Linked DNA regions of Mus musculus: region 2 is linked to region 1. The links are chromatin contacts, called in public HiChIP or PLAC-seq maps. All regions are on one chromosome and are shown on one strand. Each heading gives the region's core, a stretch centred on a gene start, on an enhancer-like site or on the middle of the called end of the contact. The rest is flanking DNA. Distances are from core to core; before and after follow the strand shown. Region 1 holds the start of Map1b (microtubule-associated protein 1B). Region 2 has its middle 32 kb from the start of Gm24471.

The links. HiChIP or PLAC-seq counts read pairs in DNA pulled down with a chosen protein or histone mark.
Region 2: an H3K4me3 HiChIP or PLAC-seq map of embryonic forebrain shows a contact between it and region 1, with 2.9 times the contacts expected there. The contact joins the enhancer-like site here to the promoter of Map1b in region 1. A contact is called at or near these places in 14 of 39 promoter capture datasets (the 3T3-L1 cell line, the C10 cell line, cranial neural crest and 9 more), 1 of 484 Hi-C or Micro-C datasets (the N1E-115 cell line), 8 of 115 datasets of contacts at active chromatin or transcription factors (craniofacial prominence, differentiating embryonic stem cells, embryonic basal ganglia and 5 more) and 4 of 9 other capture datasets (adipose tissue, embryonic stem cells, liver and 1 more).

The regions. Positions count from the first base shown.
Region 1 is chr13:99,515,297-99,517,996 of GRCm38.p6, forward strand. It overlaps Map1b (microtubule-associated protein 1B), which reads right to left and starts at 1,306. Exons shown (of 7, transcript NM_008634.2): 1 at 1,008-1,306. The coding sequence starts at 1,191. Gm26559 (predicted gene, 26559) reads left to right here and starts at 1,338. Exons shown (of 2, transcript NR_167891.1): 1 at 1,338-1,562.
Region 2 is chr13:99,723,125-99,725,824 of GRCm38.p6, forward strand. No RefSeq gene overlaps it. Among named protein-coding and RNA genes, the nearest start is that of Gm24471, 32 kb to the left of the region's middle. Within about 2 kb of position 1,392, at least 12 of the 459 cell types and tissues checked have an H3K27ac peak or open chromatin away from gene starts, as enhancers often do. A contact at or near this core is called in the N1E-115 cell line, embryonic forebrain, hippocampal neurons and 1 more, where this site is marked.

The sequences.
Region 1 (2,700 bases), core at 56-2,555:
GCGGCAGACCGGGTGGGGCTGAAGGGCGGGCCGATGGTTGCCCGCCCAAGGCTGTGCCCTCCCGGACCCTCCCAGCCCCGCCCAGGGTTCCCCGGGAACCGCTATTCCGCTACCGCAGAGCCCGTTCCTGGTGCGCGCAGCAGCGCAGGAGCTGACCCTCCCCTGCCACCTCCTCCTCCCATTCAAGCTATGGCTCCTGAAGCTAAGACTTTTCAAAGAAGCCCACCCACGCAACCTGGGGTCCCATTGTCCTTTCTGAAAGCTGCAGCCAGGACCTCAGGGGCAAGAGCGAGGCTGGGCTTCGTCTAGAAACAGAGCGCAGACGGGTTCCATGCCTGTATCCTCGGGGGCTGGGGGGGAGGGGGGGGGACGGGCGTGGCCCAAGGACTAGCCTAGTCATTCCCAGGAAAGAAAGAATCGGGAAGTTTTAAGTCAGAAAAGGCATTCTCTATTCTCAGAGGGGTGTGTGTGTGTGTGTGTGTGTGTGTGTGTGTGTGTGTGTGACTGGCGGGGGCGGGGAGCACGAGGTGACTGTGATAAAGACGATTTCCATGCGGGCCTTGGCACATGGTGTTTTGACCCCAGGTTTTCGGGTAAGGGGAGGTGGGTCCCAGCCTTTGGCTAGGGCGAGAGCTGAGCTGAAAGAAGAGGTTTTGCTAGGCTCACCCCACCCTTTCTCCGCCTGCGGTTGCGGTTTTATTATGGCCTCCGCTCCTCTGACACCTGCATTTCAAAGAGCACGAGAGGAGGTAGCCAAGTCGGCGGTGGCCACGGACCCAGCCAGGTGACCTATCCCTCAGGGCTATTATAAAGATCCCCTCTCTGGGTCTCAAATAAAATAATTTAGAAATTAGCCCAGAAAAAGAGTCCAGATGGAGTGTGGGAGGTGGCCCGGAGAGGCGTGGGTGCGGGGCGTGCGGGAGAACAAGGTGGCCGTCGCGCCCTGGGTGGGGTCGTGCTGGCGCGTCTCCCCACTCACGCCCCTGGGGGGCCTCGGGACCGCTTACCCAGCTCGATGTTGCCGATGGCACGCCTCAGGTGCTCTTCGGTTACGGTCTCGCCGACCACCACCAGCAAGTAGAACTTGCTGTCTAGGAAGCGGTGCGACAGGCTGGGCGAGGTGGACGCCGCCGGGTTGCCGATGCTGCCCGATGGCTCCGGTTCGGTGGCTTCCACCACCACGGTCGCCATCCTGCCGGCTCTGCTCAAGCCTGAGAGAAGTGTTCCTCTCCCGCCGCTCCTCTGCTCTGCGGCAGGAGAAAGGATTATCTCCGAAGGTGCTGTCTCCGCTCCGCCCCCTGCGTCCCCCCTCCTCCCGGCGCACGCGTCGCCTCCCCCTCCGCCCTCTCCCTGCGCGGAAGAGAGGAGCGGGGAGTGAGAGGCCGAGGAGGCGGTGCCGTTTATATGGAGACTAGGCTAGGAGCCTGGGAGGAAGAGGAGGAGGAAAGGACCACCCGGCACGTCCTCGTGGTGGTTGCCTCCACTCCTCCAGCCCTTAGCCCAGGGCTGATGTCATCTGCAGCAAATCATTTCGCCGGCGGCCCGGAAGCTGGAAGGACGAGGTGTGTGGACAATGGTCTGGGCAGGGCCAGGAGCCAGGCTCTAGGGGACCCAAAGAACTCTGCTGCAACCCGAGGGCCTTCTGCACCATCACCCTTACATACACACACTTTCTTTGCCCTAAACCATCAACCTGGGGAGTGGGGATTACTTCCTGTTTCAGAGCGGGATTATGTCCTGAGTCAGATTCCGCATCTTCAGGCCTGTGCCTGTGCCTCATCCACGTGAAGTCAGAATTTGAGTAATTGCTGCAGTCACAGTGGGCGCTGGGTTGAGGGTACCCCGCCCAAGAACACAAACCTGAGTTTTTGACCTTGTAGATATAGAAAGGCGTATTTGTCCATTTTTTTTAAACAACAGGAATATTTATCACCTTCGCTTAAAAGAGACTTTGCAAGACCTAAGCCTAATTTGTTCAGACTTTGGAGTCTAGTCTGGAAGGACTAACTAACGCTCAAAAAAGAACTGGCTTTTGGTGCTCATGGGAAATGAATGAGAAGAGGCAGACATATTATGCTAGATACAGATTTCTTTTCTTAATATGCTGAACAGATAGCATCAGGCATAACAAAGAATAGAGAAGACACTGTCTCTGCAGGATTACAGCGACTATAATGTGCTTTTCAGTTCCTTGGGGGATACACAGGCAAAATTATTTTGTGTGACAATGATGTCTTTTAAGATACATGTAGCTTTGGGAGTTTTTATTGCTTTTGTCTATATTTAGAAGAACTCCTAATAATGTTTCTAAAGGCCATCGTAAACATTCATTTCTCACAAATCTAATGAGTACATTTCTGTATTAGGGCAGAAGAGGGGGGCAAGCGCCTCATCATCATGAAGACTGGGGATCATTTTAGAAGAGAAAATAGATGGAATTAGATGGAATAGGGGGGAAAAGCCTATTTTCATCTAAAATAACTAATATTGGAGTGTATACTAGTTTTAATTTATACTAAATATAACATACTAAATAGCAGTTTGGTATATACTAGTCAATATACCTTTAACACTGGAGTATACACCAGTTTTAAAATACCAACTGGAGGGGCTGTAGCTTAGCTGGTGGACTTCACGCCCATGTTGGCACCGGAAGCACTGGGCAGTGTAGTCCCAGCACTCAGGCGATGCAGACAAGGA
Region 2 (2,700 bases), core at 142-2,641, 210 kb after region 1:
CCCGGCTTCCTAACCCAAATGTTACCATTGTCATGGTCTTGTCTTTGGTTACCTCCAGCTTAGGGGACAGTATAATTTTGATTTGTTTTAACTTGCCAACTTTCCCCCCTTTGATTGACTGTGTGCCTGGTTGCAGTCTGAGCCAGGGTGCTGTGGGGTTCACTCTGAGAAGGGGGTTCTGGAAGAAGTCTTACTCTAGACAGCTTAGCCTCCATTTGGGCAAAGTATGATAACTCCAAAGGCTTTTCTGGTCTCCCATAATCCTCTGCTAACTGTATTATGGAAATGACGGTAATTACCTCAAAGTCCCTGGTGATTCCTATGCCTTCGGTGCTGTTCATTGTCAATGCACCTCGGTCAACCAGCTGTCTCCAGGACTTGCCTTTTGTACCAAACCTTTAATGAAACTGGCATTTGTGTCAATAAACTTTAAGCCCATCTTGCTGAGATAATTATCTAGGTCACTCAAATTTCAGCTACTTCAAATAATTATAGCCTTTTAGTCCTGACTATAAGGTGAGGATTGAAAGGGAAGGGATCAAGGGTCCCCACACCCAAGTCAATTAGGGGGAAACACTGGCAGGTTTCAGCTCCAACCACTGATTTGAATACACAAGCCCCTGGGCTATGGCAAGCTTTACAGAGAATAAGTCACTGGAAAAACACACATTTGTTTAGCTGAGCAGTGATCTGATTTGCAGCTACGGTTGTGCTACATTAGGTGAAGGGAATGCCAACTCAAGGACATCGCCACCAGTCCTCTCTGGTGGCAGGCACCAAGGTTCACCAGCCACTGTTGGATCTAAGCCTATTCCTCTATAAACATAGCATGGCAAGAACTGTGCAATAGAGGTCAATATGCCATCCAGAGATCCAGGGGCTAGAAATTATTATAACGCTCTCCCTAGGCATCTAATCCCTGGCTTAGGAAATCAAGAGGCAGTCTTACACACTTCTTTGTCCCTATGAATGCAACAAAACCAAAATCACTAAGCACAAAAGATTCGTATTCTACTCGCCAACAAATGCTTAAAATGTTCAAGAAAACAAAACAAAACAAAAACAAAATCCAAATACACAAATATCTTTGGAGACCAGGAAATTGTAACGCATAAATCCTTCTCTTTCCAGAGACGAGGAAGACAAAGCCTTTTATTAATCACCCCTGCCCCCACCTCCATCTCCACCTGTCAACATTCAAAACTGGAGACTAATGGTAGGCAGGCTTCTCCTGCAGGTCGTAATTGCCTTTCCAACAGAGAAGCCATCTCCAGAGCAACAGAGATATGAGCTATGGCTTCAAGCTGGGGCTCCCATGTAAATCACTTGCAGAGAAATCGAAATTTCCCACAAGCGAGCTGCACTGATTCTGTCTGCTAAAAGCGTCCCTCTCTGGACACAGGGCTGGAGTATCCTAGCAGCTGCGAAACTGTCTGTGTTTTCTGCATTGTGCGTGGAGCTGAGACCAAAATGCTGTGCAGCCTGCTCTTAAGACTGAAGAGAACTGCTTTCATTATTGATAATATACTTCAATCGTCATCATCTATTATTTAAATCGACCTGTCCACAGCTGCACAAATTAGAATCAAAGTGACGTAAGAGTGTTTTCTAAACCCTACCGTCACCTTAGCTTTCCTTTCCCCACATTTTCATGCTTCTGTGCTAAGTATGCTTAGTCTTTGATATACCTTGACTACCCAGTCCCAGATATTTCCATAATCCTTCTGTTTTATTTTCTTAATATTTTTGCCATCATTCCCTCCACTTCCCCCAACAGGATCTAAGGTCAGACAGTGCTCAGTTTTACTCAACAACATTATCCTCTTTAATTAATAAACAATTTTCCTAGATAACTCATCCCAGGGATGAGAATACATGAGCACTTGCTTCAATCAGCAACGCAGTGTTCGTTCCAGAATCTCCATTGTTAACTCCTCCTTCTCTTATTTCCCTGATCTCTGTGCCTCCCATATACTCAATAGCTTTAGGTCTCCTTAAATGCTACTTCAGAGAATGAAAGATTAATAAAAATTATCCTACAAGGACATTCTATGGAAGCCTCTAGAACTCATTCTTCTCTTTTTATATCAACAACAGAACCCTGATCTTTGGCAGGCACATGGCTGTCTGGAATAGACTCTGTGTTCCAGCCTTTGTTACAGGTCAGGGTGGCATGAGTCTTGCCCAAAAATTAGAATGAGAACAGGAGTTTCTTTTGGAAATGTTTGCGGGGAAACCCTGAAATTCGGCTGCTCTTCCATCTTACCATACCCCACTTTCATCCTTCCTTGCATCCTGCAGTCCAGCAGAGATGACAGGTAGCCTTCCGGTCAGCTTCTGGGCACAGGAAGTTGAGGACCATACCTGGGGAGTGACAGAGAACTTTAGGAAGTTAACCCTGAACTATCTGCCTCCAGGCCTTAAGTGAGAGACACACACTTGTCTGTAAGCCATGGCCATTGGGGTGTCTGTCCCTTACTGTGGAGTCTGGTCCAGATGACAGGCATACTCGGGTTTGCATCAGTAGCAGATGCTGATTTCTATGGTGTCTGCATTCATTCAGATCATGAAATTTTTCAGCAACTGTCAAAATCATGTGCTTAGCAAATGTCTGACTAATTAAAAAGTCAACTGAAGAAACACAACTTAGTCATTCATTTAATGCCCAAAGTATCAGAATTTCAATCAGTGGAAACTAAA